Regions from separate parts of the Mus musculus genome. Here region 1 is linked to region 2. Evidence: chromatin contacts called from public HiChIP or PLAC-seq data. All regions are on one chromosome and are shown on one strand. Each heading gives the region's core, a stretch centred on a gene start, on an enhancer-like site or on the middle of the called end of the contact. The rest is flanking DNA. Distances are from core to core; before and after follow the strand shown. Region 1 overlaps Vti1a (vesicle transport through interaction with t-SNAREs 1A). Region 2 overlaps Vti1a (vesicle transport through interaction with t-SNAREs 1A).

What was found. HiChIP or PLAC-seq counts read pairs in DNA pulled down with a chosen protein or histone mark.
Region 1: an HNF4G HiChIP or PLAC-seq map of pancreatic cancer cells shows a contact between it and region 2. The contact joins two enhancer-like sites. A contact is called at or near these places in 1 of 15 datasets of contacts at CTCF or cohesin (pro-B cells), 2 of 484 Hi-C or Micro-C datasets (the N1E-115 cell line and nephron progenitors) and 3 of 115 datasets of contacts at active chromatin or transcription factors (embryonic stem cells, fibro-adipogenic progenitors and pancreatic cancer cells).

The regions. Positions count from the first base shown.
Region 1 is chr19:55,568,991-55,573,065 of GRCm38.p6, forward strand. The region is part of intron 7 of Vti1a (vesicle transport through interaction with t-SNAREs 1A); the gene reads left to right. Among named protein-coding and RNA genes, the nearest start is that of Gm41871, 130 kb to the right of the region's middle. Within about 2 kb of position 1,596, at least 63 of the 459 cell types and tissues checked have an H3K27ac peak or open chromatin away from gene starts, as enhancers often do. A contact at or near this core is called in pancreatic cancer cells, where this site is marked.
Region 2 is chr19:55,423,137-55,427,068 of GRCm38.p6, forward strand. The region is part of intron 5 of Vti1a (vesicle transport through interaction with t-SNAREs 1A); the gene reads left to right. Among named protein-coding and RNA genes, the nearest start is that of Vti1a, 110 kb to the left of the region's middle. Within about 2 kb of position 1,580, at least 124 of the 459 cell types and tissues checked have an H3K27ac peak or open chromatin away from gene starts, as enhancers often do. A contact at or near this core is called in pancreatic cancer cells, where this site is marked.

The DNA of each region.
Region 1 (4,075 bases), core at 346-2,845, 150 kb after region 2:
GGCATAGGCCTCTGTCTGTCCCCAACATCCAGAAAATACAGTAAAAACCTCCTAGTTTTATTCTAGACTGGCTAAGAGTCATGGTTTGGAAATGGTGGGACGCTCCTCACAAGATGGGGCTGGCCAGCCAGGTTCTGCTTTCAGTACATTGTCACCTGCAGAAGAATGGCTTTCTGTCTGATAAGCCCTCCATGTCTGCAAGCCCCTGCTGCACACACGGGCGGAACTGTCTCACTCAGAACAAGCGTGTTTACCAAACAGGAGGTAAAGCATCTTGCAAGCCCCCTTGTTCCCCAAGAAAGACAGGATAAGGGAAGTGGCAGAGCCGTGATAGGAAAGGGATTTTTCACACTACAGAGTGTGAACTGATAAGCCCAACCCTCACCTCCCAGCCAACAGTCACGGAGCAAGTGTGACTTGGCTTCTCATTTTATAATGGAAAAGTGTCCTGGGGAAAGGAAAATTCAGAAAGTCAGCAGTCACTGCTCTCATGAGTGATGGCTCTGACCTCGGCTGTGCTCGACTTTCCTACTAAAGAAACCAAGGGGTCACTTTCTCATAGTCCTGAAATAGAAGGTTGCATGATAAAAATGCATTAATCATAATAGTCCCATTCTTAGCAAGACTGAGTCCCTGCGACAACACGTTTACATTGCTTATCTCCTTTGACCCCCCCCCCCCCACACACACGACCCCTCTGGTGCTATTTCATTTTATATCTGAACAGTCGGAGAGTTTCATGGCCATCTGGGCTGCCTGACCACAGAGCCACCAAGGGGCCGAGTCCAAGCTTGAATCAAGACAGACAGTCTGCACTTGACTCACTAATACAGAGAAGTCCGTCCGCGTCCTCCTCCAGCCTCCTTCCTGGGATGCTTCCTGGCCTCCAAAGCTCCCCTGAAAGGAAAATGCTCAGAAACACTCTCGGACGGTCCTCACCTTGTGTGCGGGGCCCCGAGGGCCGCTGCTTTGTCATTTACCACAGAAACTTTGCTAGCTGTAGTTGCCTTGTTCTCCTTTTCTCTTGTGACACCTAGAATAAAACTAGAGACTATTAGTCAGGGATCAAAATAAATATCGGTCACGGCAGCCTTGGGTTGGGCCTGATTGTTCTTTGTTCCTCCTTAGAGGCCTGGGTTAGCTGAGAGGAAGTGCTTCAAAAAAAGAGTACATGAGAACCTGGGTTCCTACGGAGTAGCTGAGCTCAGGCACTGCCACCTACACAGGCGCACAGGACCCCCTGTGTGGTGTCCGTCGACCTCACCGTTTCACCAGGCTGCTCTTTGAGAAGCTCCTAGGAAATGCAGGCACAGTGGCTCTCCAGTACCCAGACTGCAGTTTCCCTGAACCAATACCTTCCTATGTAGAGGATGTGATAGGCCAAGACAACAAGAGGGGACCTAAGGAGAATAACATGCCCCCGTGCCTCATTTCATATGTTGAGAAACTGAGGCCAAAGAAGAACAAGGGACTTATTGAAGGCCACCAGGCTAACTGAGGTAGACTCTATGCTAGGATCTCTTCCAAAGTACCCTTCCACTGCAGACAGCTGACATGTCTGCCTTGGGGCAACATCACCCACACAGGTCCTTCCCATGGCACATCCGCATGCACCGTGTAGCTTAGTCATCCAGTAATTCCCTTCAGGGTTGCATGAGAACTTTGCTTGGAGAAGACTGGCTGCCAGAGAGGCTGAGCCCTTTTGTCTCAGGTGGTTAGTTTCTCAGTGGAGGGCAATAAAAGCTCTTTCCATCAGTTCTGTTTCATTTGTACAGTGGGTGACTCACTCACTTACAGGAGTGCTGGTTAGCGTGTGTGTGTGTGTTCCCTGAGCCAACCTGGATTTCTTCAAACTCATGGTCCATGGCAGAGACGCAGGGACGCTCTCACTGCTCACTAAGCTTTGTTTCTTGTCCTGAGAACAAGTAGCCTGGGTGACGGTGCACAGGGACATCACCCACAAAGGACGCCTGCTTCTTCTGAGGCACCTTGGTGAAGTAAATGCACTTGGAGAGGGGTGGAAAAACTGAACTGTTGATATCAGTCTGTCTCTGCCAGGGGAATATATTTTAGGAAATGCTTTTATCTTATGTGCTTTAAATATATCCCTAGCCTTGGAGTTAGAGTTAACTCACTCAACTTCCGTGTGACCCAATTACTACAAAGACCAGTCTTGACTGTTGCATAAAATGGCCAAAGTTGACTCATTTTCTGGTGGTATAAGTCTGCCTGGCTTTATTTTTTTTAAACTAAATACTACTAATTGATGGCCCGAGAACAGTGTGGCACTTCTGATCCAGTTCTAAGTCGTGTAGGAAGCAAGCAAGGAACTCTTAGGCAGACACACAGGCAGAGGTCCACGGGCCTGTCTGCAGATTTGTCACAAGGGCCACCAGGTGCTGCCACCTCCACAGCTTCTCACCAACACATTTTGCTCTGTAGTCACATGACTCAGAAAAGCTGCATTCCTTGAAAAGAGAAGTTGAAGATGGAGCAGGCCAAGCCTGTCAAAACTCGCACACCACATTCCACCGTGCAAATGCTCCTCAACTGAGGCCCTTCGTAATGTGAAAATATCACAAATCAAAATGTACTTAATACACCCATCCGATCCAGGGAGCCTCCAGCCTAGGGGCAGGCCGCGCCGTAAGTTGGTAGTTTCCCCTCTTGATATACAGTGCTGACTCAGCTTACTGCTGAAAGGAATGCATAGTTCACATCAGGGTTTGCAGTCAGTTTCTGCTAAGAGTGTCTCTCTTCTAACCATTGTCTCATCAGGATTGCAAGTGAAGCCATCACCTGGCAGGGGCCACCTGAACCCACCTGCATGCACTGAGCAGTGCTTAGCCCTTGACGGGAATGTGTGGAAGCCATGGGAGAGATGCAAGCTGGGGGATGACCCTGGGTTCCTGGACAGCTTACTGGAGGGTTTGTGTTGTCTCTGCTTCACTCTGTGGGTGTATCTGTACCTCAGAGCTGAGAACATAGTCAAGGGAGAAGACATTTAAGGAACCAGGTGGTGGAGACTGCACAAAGCCTGCCTCACAGGCATGCTCCCCAAACACGACGCTTTTGAACAAACAAAAATACATTAGGAAGTGAGGGACCTGGGTACCAATACTCATAAGCTTCAGCTGCAATGTGTTCTGCAGACCTCAAGAAAAACCCCTGTGAGGTACTGACAAGAGGCTGGACACCAGGCCATTCTCAGCAACACTAGAAAAACAAGAACTCAGAAGTAAATATTCACCAGCTGCGAAGGAAGGCTCACCCGCTAGAATACTGTATACCAAAAGTAAATAGGCACAGCCTAAAGCTACCGCCAATTCAAGACCACTCAGCGTTGCGCACATACGGGATGGCACACTTGTAGATTCATAAGTGTGTAGTAAAACTATTAAAACAGGAGCAAAACCACTCCTTTCCAGCTAGTGGAGAGAGAGGGGCGGAGGCGGGGGGGTGGGGTGGGGGGGGAGGGCGAGCGCACCAACTGCACTGGTAACACATTCATTCTCCTCACCAAAAGCAGCTTAGCCTCTACTCTGACCAGCTTCTGGGGCTTTGACTTGCAAGGAATAGACTGGCTTTTACATGCACGCCTCGAGCAACAGCCCAAGGGAGCGATGAGTTGAGAATTCCACTTTACAGCATGGTTGGAGAGAAACTAAGGGGACCGCTCCCTTCACCAAAGGTTCTTTGCCAGCCCCAACCCAAGGTTCAGGAGAATTCCAGCTTAGGAAACACGACCTCTCGTTCCCCCAAGACCCAGCCAAGTCATCCGTAGTTGTTTGGTTGTTAATGAAGTCTGGCCAAGTGTGCACATGGAGGCTCCTGTAGAATGGCCTTAATTTGTGCTTAGGAATGCTTAATTTTATCAGCACCCCTGTAATTAGATATTGTGCAAAGGGATGAAGGATAGGCACTGCTGTTGCATGGAGCAATGGCCTGAAGCTCCTTGCTATCTTTGAGATAGCGAGGGTTTCCATAGACACATGTGTCACGTGGGTTTGCTTGCATACACATCCAAGAAGAGAATGAAAATTTCCCAGTTGGCTTTCCCCTCTCTAAGGGTAGG
Region 2 (3,932 bases), core at 330-2,829:
AGTTGCCTGTCATTTGGCAGTCACATATAATGTACTCTTGTCTTCTACTGTCTGTAAAGCATACTGTGTGAAAGTTCACGCTGAGCTTTCAGAGCGGCAGATGTACTGAGGTTTGAACAGACTGCTTGCCTACGGTCCACAGCATATTTGAAGAACACATAGGTTAGCCCAGATAGAAGAGACAGGAACATGTATATCCTTGGCTTTATTGGTCCTGCCTGCTCACCACAACCTCATTATTATTAATTATCATAGAGGATTTTGCTACTACTACCAAGCGTCTACCGTGGCTCCCTTGCCATGTCTGCTGTGCCTGGGCGTGTGCGTGTGTATGGTGCAGCAGCTCCCTTGCCTGTGCCAGCTTGCTCCCCTCCGTTCTTTCATACAACTCAGTAGTGATTGACAGTAGGGTGAGCTTCTCAGGCTGTGTACTAAGCACATCGTACAGCCAAGCACTTCTCCCTCGTGCTTCTGCATCAACCTGTGGGCTACGGCAGAGCCTCTGCCCTTTTCAGCAGGTGGGAACAGAGGTTCATAGGGGTCTGTAGCTCTTGTCTAGCAAGTTGGACTGACATCTTCACACTATACATTTATATAGAGAATTTTCTATAGGAGAAGGTTATACATAGAAAGAAATGTCTGTGCAGTAACAGTACAATTAATTCCATAGAGTTTTGAAAGAAAGTGACCATGATATATTGATATTGGATGAGTTTTGATAGCAGACTTACCCAAAATAGTCTAGAATGCTATCGTAGGCTGGTTCTTCATTTCAACCCACCAGTAATATTCCTAAGAGGGACTGCTTGACTCTTTCTTTTCATTATATGTGGGCCAGCTTATACAGAATATAGAACCTTGCTGCGAGCCAGGCCAGTGTTAAATAAGGGACACACACAGGAAAATGGGCGCCACAAAATGCTGACTCACACCTCTTAGCTTGTGTAAGTGGTGCCGCCAAAGTCCTCAGCGTGAATGGGCGAGGTACGTGGCTGCTCTGAGTCACAGTAACAGGACTTTGGCCATCAGCCCATTGGAACAGACATTCTGCTTACAAGGATGCCAGCCATAGAGCACTGGTGTGAAAGTTAAAAAGCCGTCTGCTTTGACTGAACTGAGCAGCATTGCAGCTTGGTACTTATGTTTGTGCCAGTTTGGCATCTGAACACTCTTCACAGGGGGGAAAAAAAAGATAACACTTTTGTCATTTTCGTGTGATTTGGCAAGGTGGAATATTCTTAAGGTGTAAATGTACTTCCTCCGTTTCCCAGAAAGGACCCCAGAGCTACCCACTGGGAATGATGCAGGGTTTTATATATGGTATCAGGCTTTTCACGGATGAGTGTGTGTGTGTGTGTGTGTGTGTGTGTGTGTGTGTGTGTGTGTGTGTGTGTGTTTGTTTTTTTGGGAGGGTCTGCTTTTTTTATCATGCCATGCCAGTTACTTTGGGACCATTAGCATATTGACTTCCTTTATGGGAACAGTTTTCTGAGGCTCAGACCAGGCTCATTGCACAGAGTGGGCACTGGGCACCGGCCGCAGACAGAGCTGAGCTGGAGGTCAGTACTCCAGCCTGCAGACTGCACACGGGCTTCCTGGGAGGCAGAGGTCAAGGATGTGGCCACAGGCCTGTGTGTCCATCAGCCCTGTTTGTGTACACTATATAAATGGTAATGTGCATAAACACCGCCCTCTCGCACTGCATAATTATATTGATTGCTGAAAAACAAAAACAAAAACAAAAAAAACCAGAAACACCAGAAACCGACCAAAATATCACAAGATGCTATTTCTAACACAACTTTGCTCTTTCTAGCTAAGTGTAGACACTTTTTTTTTTTTCCTTTAAAATTATGTGTTCTTGTTTCAAGCATTTGGATGATGCAAAACAGATTCTGTGGCAATGTTCTTTTTGCAGCCGGAAGTTATCCAGGTGAGCTCTGCGCCTCTCCCAGACTGATGCTTATTCCAGGTCTTTTCTGTTACTGGTGTGAACTTGTTTCATTTAAAAAAAAAAATCTAAAAAAAGTAAAATAAATTAAATAAAAAATAATTCAAATGACTTCTAAGGACAGCTAATTTTTGAAATTTGAGGGTTTTTTTTTTAAATGATTAGTCAAATTTAATAAGCATCAGTGAGCATTATTGTTTTTTTCTGCTTGGCTCCGAATGAAGCTGATTTCTAACAGAGACTTAGTGAGTTTTTCAGCCAAATAAAGTAAAGGCTCATTCTGAGATGTGTGCGACCCTTAATCCCAGCAGCCAAGGATGAAGTCCTCCTCAGTCTCCTACCCCAGCTTCCTCACACCCTGCTGGCCTTTGCTTCTCCCTTTGCTGCTCACCGAGCCCCCACCTCAGAGACAGCTCAGCAGTCAGACAGTCACATACAGCAAGGCTCCAGAGCCCGAAGCCGCAGCTCCCAGTCCCTCGCCTCCTGCACCCCCATTTCACACATCCTGCTATTACAGCACTTAGGTTCAGGGTAGCCACTGCTGATTTGTGTCGGCTAAAAATGGCCTGTGGTTTTTTAGGAGCAAACATCTTATTCTTCTACAGACGTTGACATTTGAGCTCAGAACCTCCACATCCATAACGTTAGCTTGTTTTTTCGTGGCTGTCTGGGGTAGTGCTCCCACTGTTTGTCTGTGACGTTCGCTCATAGGTGCTCAGGTTGGCAGCAGAGTGGCATCTGTGTTTGATGTGTTCTGACACTATTGGTGGAGTACTCACTGCTTTTCAAAGCAATAAAAATCAGTTGTCATGAGAATACTCAAATACAATTTAAGAGAAAGTTATTATTTTTCTAATTTGTGGTATCTTTATAACATATTTAAGTTTTTGTAGCTCTATAAATATTCCGATTAAACACTGGTTTCCCAAAATTCACCTAACAAGTTAAGACTTAGTATGCCCTTACCCTTGTTGTTCTCAATCACCATGGCTAGAGGCATGCTAAAGGCATGCAGTCTATATATTCTCTGCCCCGTAGGAGCTTATAACGTGGGCTGGAACGATAGCTCAGTAGTTAAGGGTACTTGCTGCTTTTGAGAGGACCCGAGTTCAATTCCAAGCACACACACTGCAATTCACCAGCTTCCCTAACTCCAGTTGCCTGTGCCTTCTTCTGACCTCCACGGGCACCAAACACAAACATGGTTCATGTACATATATGCAGCTATAATACCCAAACATTCAATAATATACAAGAAGGAAAGTGTTAAATATCAGACTAAGAGCTGAGGTGGAGACTAAGATACTAATAGTCACTAGTGAAAGGCTTCAGAGCAAACAGAGAAAAAGGGCCGGTGCCCTTCTTGCTGCACAGTAATGGGACTGGGCAGAGCTCTGAAGCTTGAGGAAAGCACAGGCGTTGCATAGATTCCCCACCGAAAGGTGCACTCACAATTAGGTTCCAAATGTCACAGCTGGAATCCTCAATGCCATAAAGGCAATAGAAGGATGCCTCTCGTCACTGTTATGGGAGGAAATACTCCTCAGCTGCTCGCTCCCGTCCCAGTGGAGAGAAGATGGCTGCCCTTCGTTTGTGCATTGTTAGTTTTAGCAAAATCTGATGACAAAGCTCTTCCATGCACAGTCAAATGAGTTAGCGTCCACCACAGCCATAGTCAAGAAGGAACATGAGGTAGGCTGAGTTGGGTAAATGTGTGCTGGGGCCTTGATGGGGTTTGAAGGTGTTGTGCAGTGCCATCTTACTGTTCTATGTCTCCACATGGAACTCAGCCTATGAAAAGAAAATGAAGGACAACCAGCCGAGATAGATAAGAAAAAATGAGTAGTTAACTTTAAGTTAAAAACAAAACAAAACAGTAGGATATAGTTTCTCTAGCTCATCTTAAGTAGTTGTATATAGGCCTTATCATTGTAAGGTCTTTCCCTTGTGAAGAAAAAGGCCTTCAGCCACCAATCTCTGT